Regions from separate parts of the Sus scrofa genome. Here region 1 is linked to region 2. Evidence: chromatin contacts called from public Hi-C data. All regions are on one chromosome and are shown on one strand. The core of a region is the stretch at or near the end of the contact, and the rest is flanking DNA. Distances in the headings are between cores, read along the strand shown. Region 1 holds the start of FAT4 (protocadherin Fat 4). Region 2 has its middle 610 kb from the start of INTU.

The links. Hi-C and Micro-C count contacts between places; a contact is called where the count stands out from the background.
Region 1: a Hi-C map of embryonic fibroblasts shows a contact between it and region 2, with 3 times the contacts expected there. The contact joins the promoter of FAT4 here to the enhancer-like site in region 2. A contact is called at or near these places in 7 of 47 Hi-C or Micro-C datasets (alveolar macrophages, embryonic fibroblasts, fetal heart ventricle and 2 more) and 1 of 2 datasets of contacts at active chromatin or transcription factors (skeletal muscle).

Annotation. Positions count from the first base shown.
Region 1 is chr8:99,309,850-99,313,772 of Sscrofa11.1, forward strand. It overlaps FAT4 (protocadherin Fat 4), which reads right to left and starts at 2,282. Exons shown (of 22, transcript XM_021101611.1): 1 at 1-2,282. The coding sequence starts at 670. The region is part of intron 1 of LOC106504728 (a long non-coding RNA gene); the gene reads left to right.
Region 2 is chr8:97,811,075-97,815,143 of Sscrofa11.1, forward strand. No RefSeq gene overlaps it. Among named protein-coding and RNA genes, the nearest start is that of INTU, 610 kb to the left of the region's middle. Within about 2 kb of position 1,902, at least 5 of the 83 cell types and tissues checked have an H3K27ac peak or open chromatin away from gene starts, as enhancers often do. A contact at or near this core is called in embryonic fibroblasts, where this site is marked.

The DNA of each region.
Region 1 (3,923 bases), core at 1,032-3,531, 1.5 Mb after region 2:
CCTCCACTTCCACCAAAAGCTGGTACTGTGGCGTGACCTCACGGTCCAGCCCGCCCTTGGACACGAGATGCAGGAACGCACCCTCGCCACTTGGGTTGAGGGTGATATCCAGGCGGAAGCGACCTGCCTCGTTGCCCTGGATAATGCGGTAGGATCGGTGGTCCACACCATTGGAGCCAATGTCCGAGTCGGTGGCGGTATCCAAGATGACTTGCCGCCCGCTGCTACTGTCCTCCTTGAAAGTGACCACAATCGAGGGGTCCGGGAAGACAGGGGCGTTGTCATTGAGGTCCCGTACCAAGACTCGCACTTCGGTGGGGTAGGTGGGCGAGCTGGAAAGAACCACTAGGTTGATCACGTCGCTGGGTAGGCTCTCGCGGTCGATGGTGGCAGTGGTGTACAGGGCCCCGGTGCTACTGTTTATGGCAAACAGGGCGTGGCTTTCGCTGAGCCGGTAGGTGAAGCCAGGGCGCGTCTGGATGGTACCCACCAGCGTGCCAGGAGGTTGCTCCTCCAGCACCTGAAACACCTGGCGCTGCTCCGCCCCGCTGACCCGGGCCGACCCTGGGAGCAGTGACAGCAGCCAAAAGACGCGAAGGAGCTGAAATAATGATAAAGTGGGCAGCGGGAGCCACGGGCGGCCAGGAGCCCTGTCTGCTGCCAAGTCCATGTTCCTGGCTCCCTGGAACAGTGTGATATAGAGAAGGAAGAGGTGAGGCAAAAAAGTGATGACGATGACGGGGATTAAGTAGCCCCAGCAAACATGCAGCCGATGGCTTGGAGAGCTCTGCTATTTCAAAGAATCTCCTGCCCAACAGAAGCAAGTCGCATCAGCAAAAGGATCAAGGTAGCCATTTGGATGCTTAGTGCGAGAGAGATGCCTTGGGGGAAAGCGGCAGGCATTCCTCGGACACTCCTGTGCGTTGATGAGTTCCCAGAAAAGTTTCTCAAACCTTCTCTATTTTCCCCCTTCACTTTGTTTTCGAATCCGGGAGAGTCAGCGTTTTCGCCCAGGTGGATGTGAGTTGGGAGAGATTGAGGTTAATGAGGAATGAAGTTGCAAACAATTGTCCTCAGAAACTTTAGAACTTACCACAGCGAAGAAACTGAAGAGGGAAGGACAAACGTCCGTAGCGGTGTGTGGAAAGAACAATTGCTCACGGGGGAGGGGTCGATGAGGAGCCGGGAGATTCTCGAATTCCTTTCCCAAAATCTGGAGACGAGGGATTTCCTCGAATCCCCTCTCCTCAAGAACAAGGCTGCAACGCCCCTCCAACAGGGCTGCAGAAGTGGCCGCTGAGGCCCAGGCTTCGGGGTCTGAGCGCGGGCAGCTAGAAAACTGCCTTCCAAGCGCTCACAGCGGCGCTGGGGCTCCGGTATCCCGGAGCGCTCAGCTCTGTCCCTTCTCCTCCAGCCGGCGCCGCCGCCCCTGCTGCGGCTTCGAGCCCGTAGTCAGGCGCAGGCAAAATCCAGCGCTATTCGGCATTTTTAATTTTTTTTACCTCTGCCAGGACGCCTGCCGACCCATTATTTGTACATCCAAATCGAGCGCAGGTCCCTCTTTCTTCTCGGCCTCGCCAGGGTCGGACAGGAGCAGCGCTCTGTCCCCGAGTCCCCTCCCCTAACCATGCCAGGGGGATCCTTCTCCGGCGGCCCCAGTCAGAAGCCCTCTCTAGTGCGCCTCGCCCCTGACCTCGTGCCCTTTCCCTTTATTGTCCTGTGTCAGTTTCACTTTGTAATCCACAAGGCTTTTTGTTTGGGGCGGGGGTGGTGGTTGGTCCCCCTTTCTCCTTCACCCGTGGCTGTGTAGGCGGGGAAATCCGCTCTGGGCTGTGGCAGCGCCCGCAGCAGCTTCGGACGGCGGCTGTCAGCGCTCTCCCTCTTGCCTGCCCCGGCTGAAGCTAGTACCGCTGTGGAGCTGGAGCTCCTTGAGCCCCTCTCAACCTCCGGCTGGTCCCCCACACTCTCCCCGCCCCTTCCCCGCCGCACGCGCGCGCGCAGACACACACACGCACACACACACACACACACAGCGCGTCGCCGAAACACAAACAGAGGGGGAGGGAAGACCGCGAGCTAGAGCAAGACACAGAAACTTTGCTCGCCACTCATTGATCCCCGCACTTTAGTTCGCCGGACTCCCCCTAACTCCGGGTGCTGTCACCTACTGCCCCTCCCTCGCCCCATCCCCATTGGGCCGGAGCTAAAGCAGCCCCGCCTGGCACTCCTACCGCCAGCGCTCTCGGACTTTTTCGGCCTCCGACTGGCTTCTCCGGATGCTAATCACTCCAGCCTCCTGGAGGACTGTAGGCTGTCGGGTGTGGGAGATCTGCGAGTAGGAGGCGCTGGGAAGGGGGGTGATTTTTTCTTTTTCTTTTTTTTTTTTTTTTTTTTTTTTTTTTTTTTTTTTGGTCAAATCTTGGCCGGCGTTACAGCAATAACAGCAAAAGGCTGCCGCAGAATAGATGGGGGTGGGGTCAGGTTTGCAGATAAATAACTTTAGTGGCGGGGTCTGGGAGAAGACCGTTAGATTGTTATGCTAGTAATAACTCAGGGGTAAGGGGGTCGAGAGAAATAAAAGAAAGGCGGGGGGTGAGGGTCTGTTAGAGCGGGAGGAAGGATTAAGCAAAGCCTGTCTGGGAATGCAAAGCGCAGATTTGCTTTAACCGTTTCCTGCCCCTTCTCTTGCGATGGGAGAGGAGGGAGCTGCTCTACAATACAACCCGACAGAATCCAAACCAAATCTTCCTCATGCCTCCTCTGTCTACAGAGCGAGCTAACTGCAGCCCAGGTTGAGATCAACCCTGAACCTGTCCCCATTTGTCCCTCCCCCACTGTCAGGTGACTAGGACACCAAGGCCTAGGTACTGACTGCACTTTGGATTTCCTGTAGGAAAAGCCAAGGGAACTCTGTTTGTTTTGTTTCCCTTCCCAAATGGATCCCAGGTGCCAGTAGCCAAACCTTAGAGTTTCAACAATAACAATGGTAGCCCATTGGAAAGATGGAGATCTTTTCCTATTGCAAAGTTTGGAATTTTGATCTCTGTTGGAGTATTTCCTCCCAGACATTTTATAACCAATGGAATCCTGATGAAGTTTTGTTTCTTTTTGTTTTGTTTTTTTTGTTTGTTTTTTGTTTTTGTCTTGAGAAAGGGTATATATGAGAAAAATAGAAATGAATAGAGTGAAATATTAAAAATAGCCACTTGCCATGCAAGGCACTCAGATTAATTTCCCTGATATTTACTGAAGCTAATCTTTGTGGTACAATTCGGCTCTTCAAAGAAAGAAAAAAGTGACTAGAAATCAGGTATTATTTATCCTTTAAGGGAAACCATTTAGAAAATAAGAATTTAAGGCAAGTAATGTAAATATAGGGCGTGTGTTTTACTTTTCGCCACAATGACCCCTCCAAGTTTAAAACTTTTCTGATACCAGAGATGATTCAGCGATGAGTAAATACTGCCCTCTGCTGTTTTCCATCAATCTTACAGCTTTTTAGTTGTCCACTTTCTTGCTTAAAATTAAATGCAGAGACTAGAAGGATCTGGTTACAAGGATAATTCCTCCTTCTTGCCCAGGGATAGTAGCAAAGGTAGAAAAGGTCTTTAGGAGTCTCCTATTACCCTTCTTTCCTTACAGTAAAAAAAAATAATAATAATTAATTAAGCAATAGTGATAGGGCTAGAGTAGGCACAGGTGGTTATAGAAATCCTAATAGGGGATCATAGATAAAGAGGGAAACCTGGGAGATATTGGGAGCCCATTGTAAATTAAAGAAAACCATCAAAATAAGGCAGGCTTGCTTAACTAGTGGAGGTGCAAGCATTGCCTCAGGTCATTAGGTGGGGGAAAGGTTGAGGCCTGCATTCAGAGTCAGACCTAGGGCAAAAATGTAAAGATCACCTTCAGCTGATTTGAAT
Region 2 (4,069 bases), core at 652-3,151:
TACATCACCTTTACCGTATTCCTAGCCTCTCTGAGAGCAGAGCAGCAGTCTCTTACAAATTCTCTACTCATTCCAGAAAAAATGGTGTATGCTTTGGCTTCTTAAACTCAAGTTGTTTCTGCATCAGATTACTCCTTTGCAAATGAGTAGCATTTTTTTCTGCTGTGGTCTTGTGGTCTAATATTAATACATTTTCACAATGGAAACCCGATGGATTAGATCATTTTCCTAGGTTTGTGTCCCAAGGGATATCTAACCTGTGTTGCTTGTTTTAATTAAGTTACCGCTTTTTCCATATGATTAAATGCCTGAATAATGAAGACTTATGGGACTAAATTTTAATGCACCACACATTAAAATGAGAAATGGGGGGAAACATATGATTTTACTTTAAGTAAAATCTTTCGGTAGCAAATGTTTCACCTCTTCTCTTTTTTGTTTCCAGAGTAAATGAGAGTTTCAACACTGCAGAGCACCGACCAATAACGGAGCCTCCTGCAGTGGCAATCAGTGAATGGGAAAGAGCATCTTTGAGCTTTTTAGACCTTGGAATATGAAAGGAGATTCTGGGTTTGGGCCAGTGTTTTTGGAGTAATGATGTTGGCTGACTCCTTTTCCTACTGGATTAGGACAACTTGCCATGTTTTTTTTCTTCCCACATGTCAGGTACACTTTATGTCAACTACGTAGACCCATCAACCCATCATTATGAATAGTCATGGGGTATCTAATAGGAAAATCGTGTACAACCACTTTAAATTTCAACACAGAAGTGTTCATACAATCTTTTTTTCTTTTCTGGTATCATCATGATAGCCTCAAAGTCAAAAATAATTAGGCAAAAAGGGAAAAATATATCTTGATTCATACTTCAGAAACATTCCCTAAACTATGGTTATTAAGCTAAAAATAAATCCTATGAAACTGTAGTAAATTCTATGCATACTTTTGCCAGAAGTTACTACATTTGGTTACATCTGAGACCAGTTAAGTGTTTTATTTTCTATTTCACTGTTAAATGATAATTCTAATACAAAATTTACTTATTTGTTACCTTAACCTGAGTTTAATTGAGTAGAATATGATTTTAATATGTTTGTAAGATTCACTTAAAAAGAAATTACAGCATCTTTGAATTCTAAAACAGTGATATATATATTTTTTTTCTACTTTGAGCTTCTCTGAGAAAAACTAATTTGGGGGCTATTTTTTACTAACTTAAAGGCTAGAATAGGGATATAGCATAGATTTTTAGGGTTCAAATCTGGTATTTGCTAGCTAATATAGGTTGGGCCTCAGTTTCTTCATCTGCATAATGTGATTATCATTACTTACCTCACAAGATTATTCTGATTAAATGAAATGGTACTTTTGAAGAATTCAATAAGTGTAGTAAATGCTCAGTAAATGTGAGGCCCCCTTTCTTTCTCTCTCTGGAAACTTCAGTTATGTGTGAGTGAAAGGAAAAAAAGAGAAGAATCTTTTATTTTTGTTTTTTTCTCCTTTTAAGGCCATAAAGTATTTAAGGAAAATACTGCAGTAGATTCTGAGATGGATAAAACACATGCATTTGGTTTATTAACTTTCTAGTTAAGAGATTTATTCCCTAGCTCGTTTAAATATTTTGAGAAACATACTGTTACATTTAAACATGAAATCTGTCTCCCCTACACTTCATGAAGCTTTTCCAGTTTCCTGTCTTCAAGTTAGGAAATGATGAGGTTGAAAGCATTCTGGCCTCAAGACACCGACATTTCTGAGCCGACCACGAAAGTTCATTCAACTTCTCATAAATGCCTCAAGACCTTCAAATGCAAAACATTTGGGCAATAGGCTTAGTCAAGGGACATGATACCAGCCTTCTTTGTTTTGCCATTTGTCAGGCCTTGATTTGTAGAGTACAAAGTTTCAAAGCTTGACTTTTCTCCTCAGACACTGCATGCCATTCAGAGTATCTCATTCCCTGATGTTTGTATTCCTTTTTGCCCATGATTCACTTCCTATTCTGCCAAGCTTCATAATGTCATGGTTATTTTGCCTGTGGTTTATTTTCTCCTTTAAGACATTTTTTAAATTTTAGAGTTGTAGGAAGGACATATAAGGTCTGATGCATTTAAGGGGGCTTGAATTTATATTTTTGACAAATATTTGCTGAAAATAACATCAGTAGAGCACCATTATCTTAGCGCGTCTCTGGTCAGTAATAGCCTCAGTTTTGACCTCACAGTATAAATAAATAGGATCTCATATTTTGTAACCATGGAGAAAGCAAGAGTTTACAAACATTTATACACAGTTTTAAAGCTTCCCTGGAGGAAAATGGATGCAACTGAAGGGAAGATAAATTATCTTTAAAGATGTTTCTCAGATTGGATTGTTCCTAATAAATAACCTTGTTCTACACATTTTCTTTCTTGGAGCCAAATTCTGCCTTTGGTTTGTTGGCTTGTTCTGTTTGCTCATAGAGGGAGGTCCACATGGGAAAGCATGTGGTTGTCTCAACTTTAAAGAATTTTGGAAAAGGAAAAACATGCATTAATGTGAATGTTTATTCATTTTAATCAATGTATATTTATTGAGTGCCTACTATGTGATCATCGCTGATAGCATATTAGAAAGGTAGACATATGGAAAAAACTATTCAGTGACACAGGGCAACATGAAAGCAAAGTACCAAATGAAATAATTATCTGGTCCAATAGTGCAGAGGTTGAGAAACCTTGCTGTAGAAATGTCACAGGAGAGAGAGGGCCCATCAGGTGGAAAAGGCCTTTTTTTTTGCAAAATGCTTTGGGAATATGTAACTTACATGTATATATAAAATGATTTTTTTCCATTATACCTGGTTTACAGTGTTCTGTCAATTTTCTACTATACAGCATGGTGACCCAGTTACACATACATGTATACATTCTTTTTTCTCACATTATCATGTTCATGTATCATGTAACTCTTTAAAAATGTTCTTTTTTGAAAAAGTTACAGGATCTATATTGATTAATAGCCTTGTTCTTGACAAAGTGAAGTGCCTTCTGTTTGTTAGCTGGGTACCAGAGTGGTATTCTTGTGAGCTTCTGAGTATCAAATCTTTTTAGGAAAATGCTCCTTGAGTTTAACTTATAGTTTTTCCCTTGCTTGGGCTCAAATTGGGATCCACGAGACTTGGTGATGCACAAAACTTTGTGTTTTCCCAAGTTTTCCTTTACTCATTCCCAAACTATCATGTAAATACTCTACCAGAAGGTGTCCCCACCAATCCATCATACCTGCCAAGACACACTGGCATACTATCAAAAGCCAGAATTAAGGCCAAAACTGAGATCCCTGCCACTTGCTTTGGTGCCTCTTAATCAGAAAGAGAATAAAACGGCCGGTGGGAGGGGGGAATGGAGGATGACAGGAGAAAGAGAGAGAAGGGAGAAGGGGAGGAAGTGAAGAGAAGAGAAGAGAGAGAAGGGAGAAGGGGAGGAAGTGAAGAGAAGAGAGAGAAGAGAGAGAGGCAGGCAAAAGGGATGGCACTTTGGACATCAGTTCCTAACCATTCTAATGCCTCAGATCTTTTGTAAGGTCTTTGGTTTGGTCATGTTGTCCCTTAGCTTGTTTTCCTTTCCTCTTCAGAGAAGACTTTGCTAAACTTCTTGGAGGTTTAAGGGCCTTTCTTACATTCTCCCACACAGTCTCTGCTTGCATCTGACTGAGCATCTATGTTATGATTGTCCCCTTAGGTGTACATCTTCTCTAACAGGTTGAGAAAAACTTGAGGGCAAGTGCTGTGTATGCTCCCTGTTCCTAGAATGCACCTGCTGGGTGATTCGTGGAATTAATGAATAATCTAATACTCTAGTACTTAACCAAACTTAAAACTAAGAGAAAATTTAGAAAGATTTCTGTTTTCTGCTTTTGCTAGGGCTCTAGTTCTGCCTGACAGCTTTTTCTTGGTTTAAGATAAAGGAAGATTTGGTATATTTTCTTCTTATTTCTTTAACCTCAGTATAATCACAATGCAAGGTTTATTTTTTCTCCATCTCCAGGTTGCCATCTCTCATTCTAAGTCTCTTTTAACAGTAGT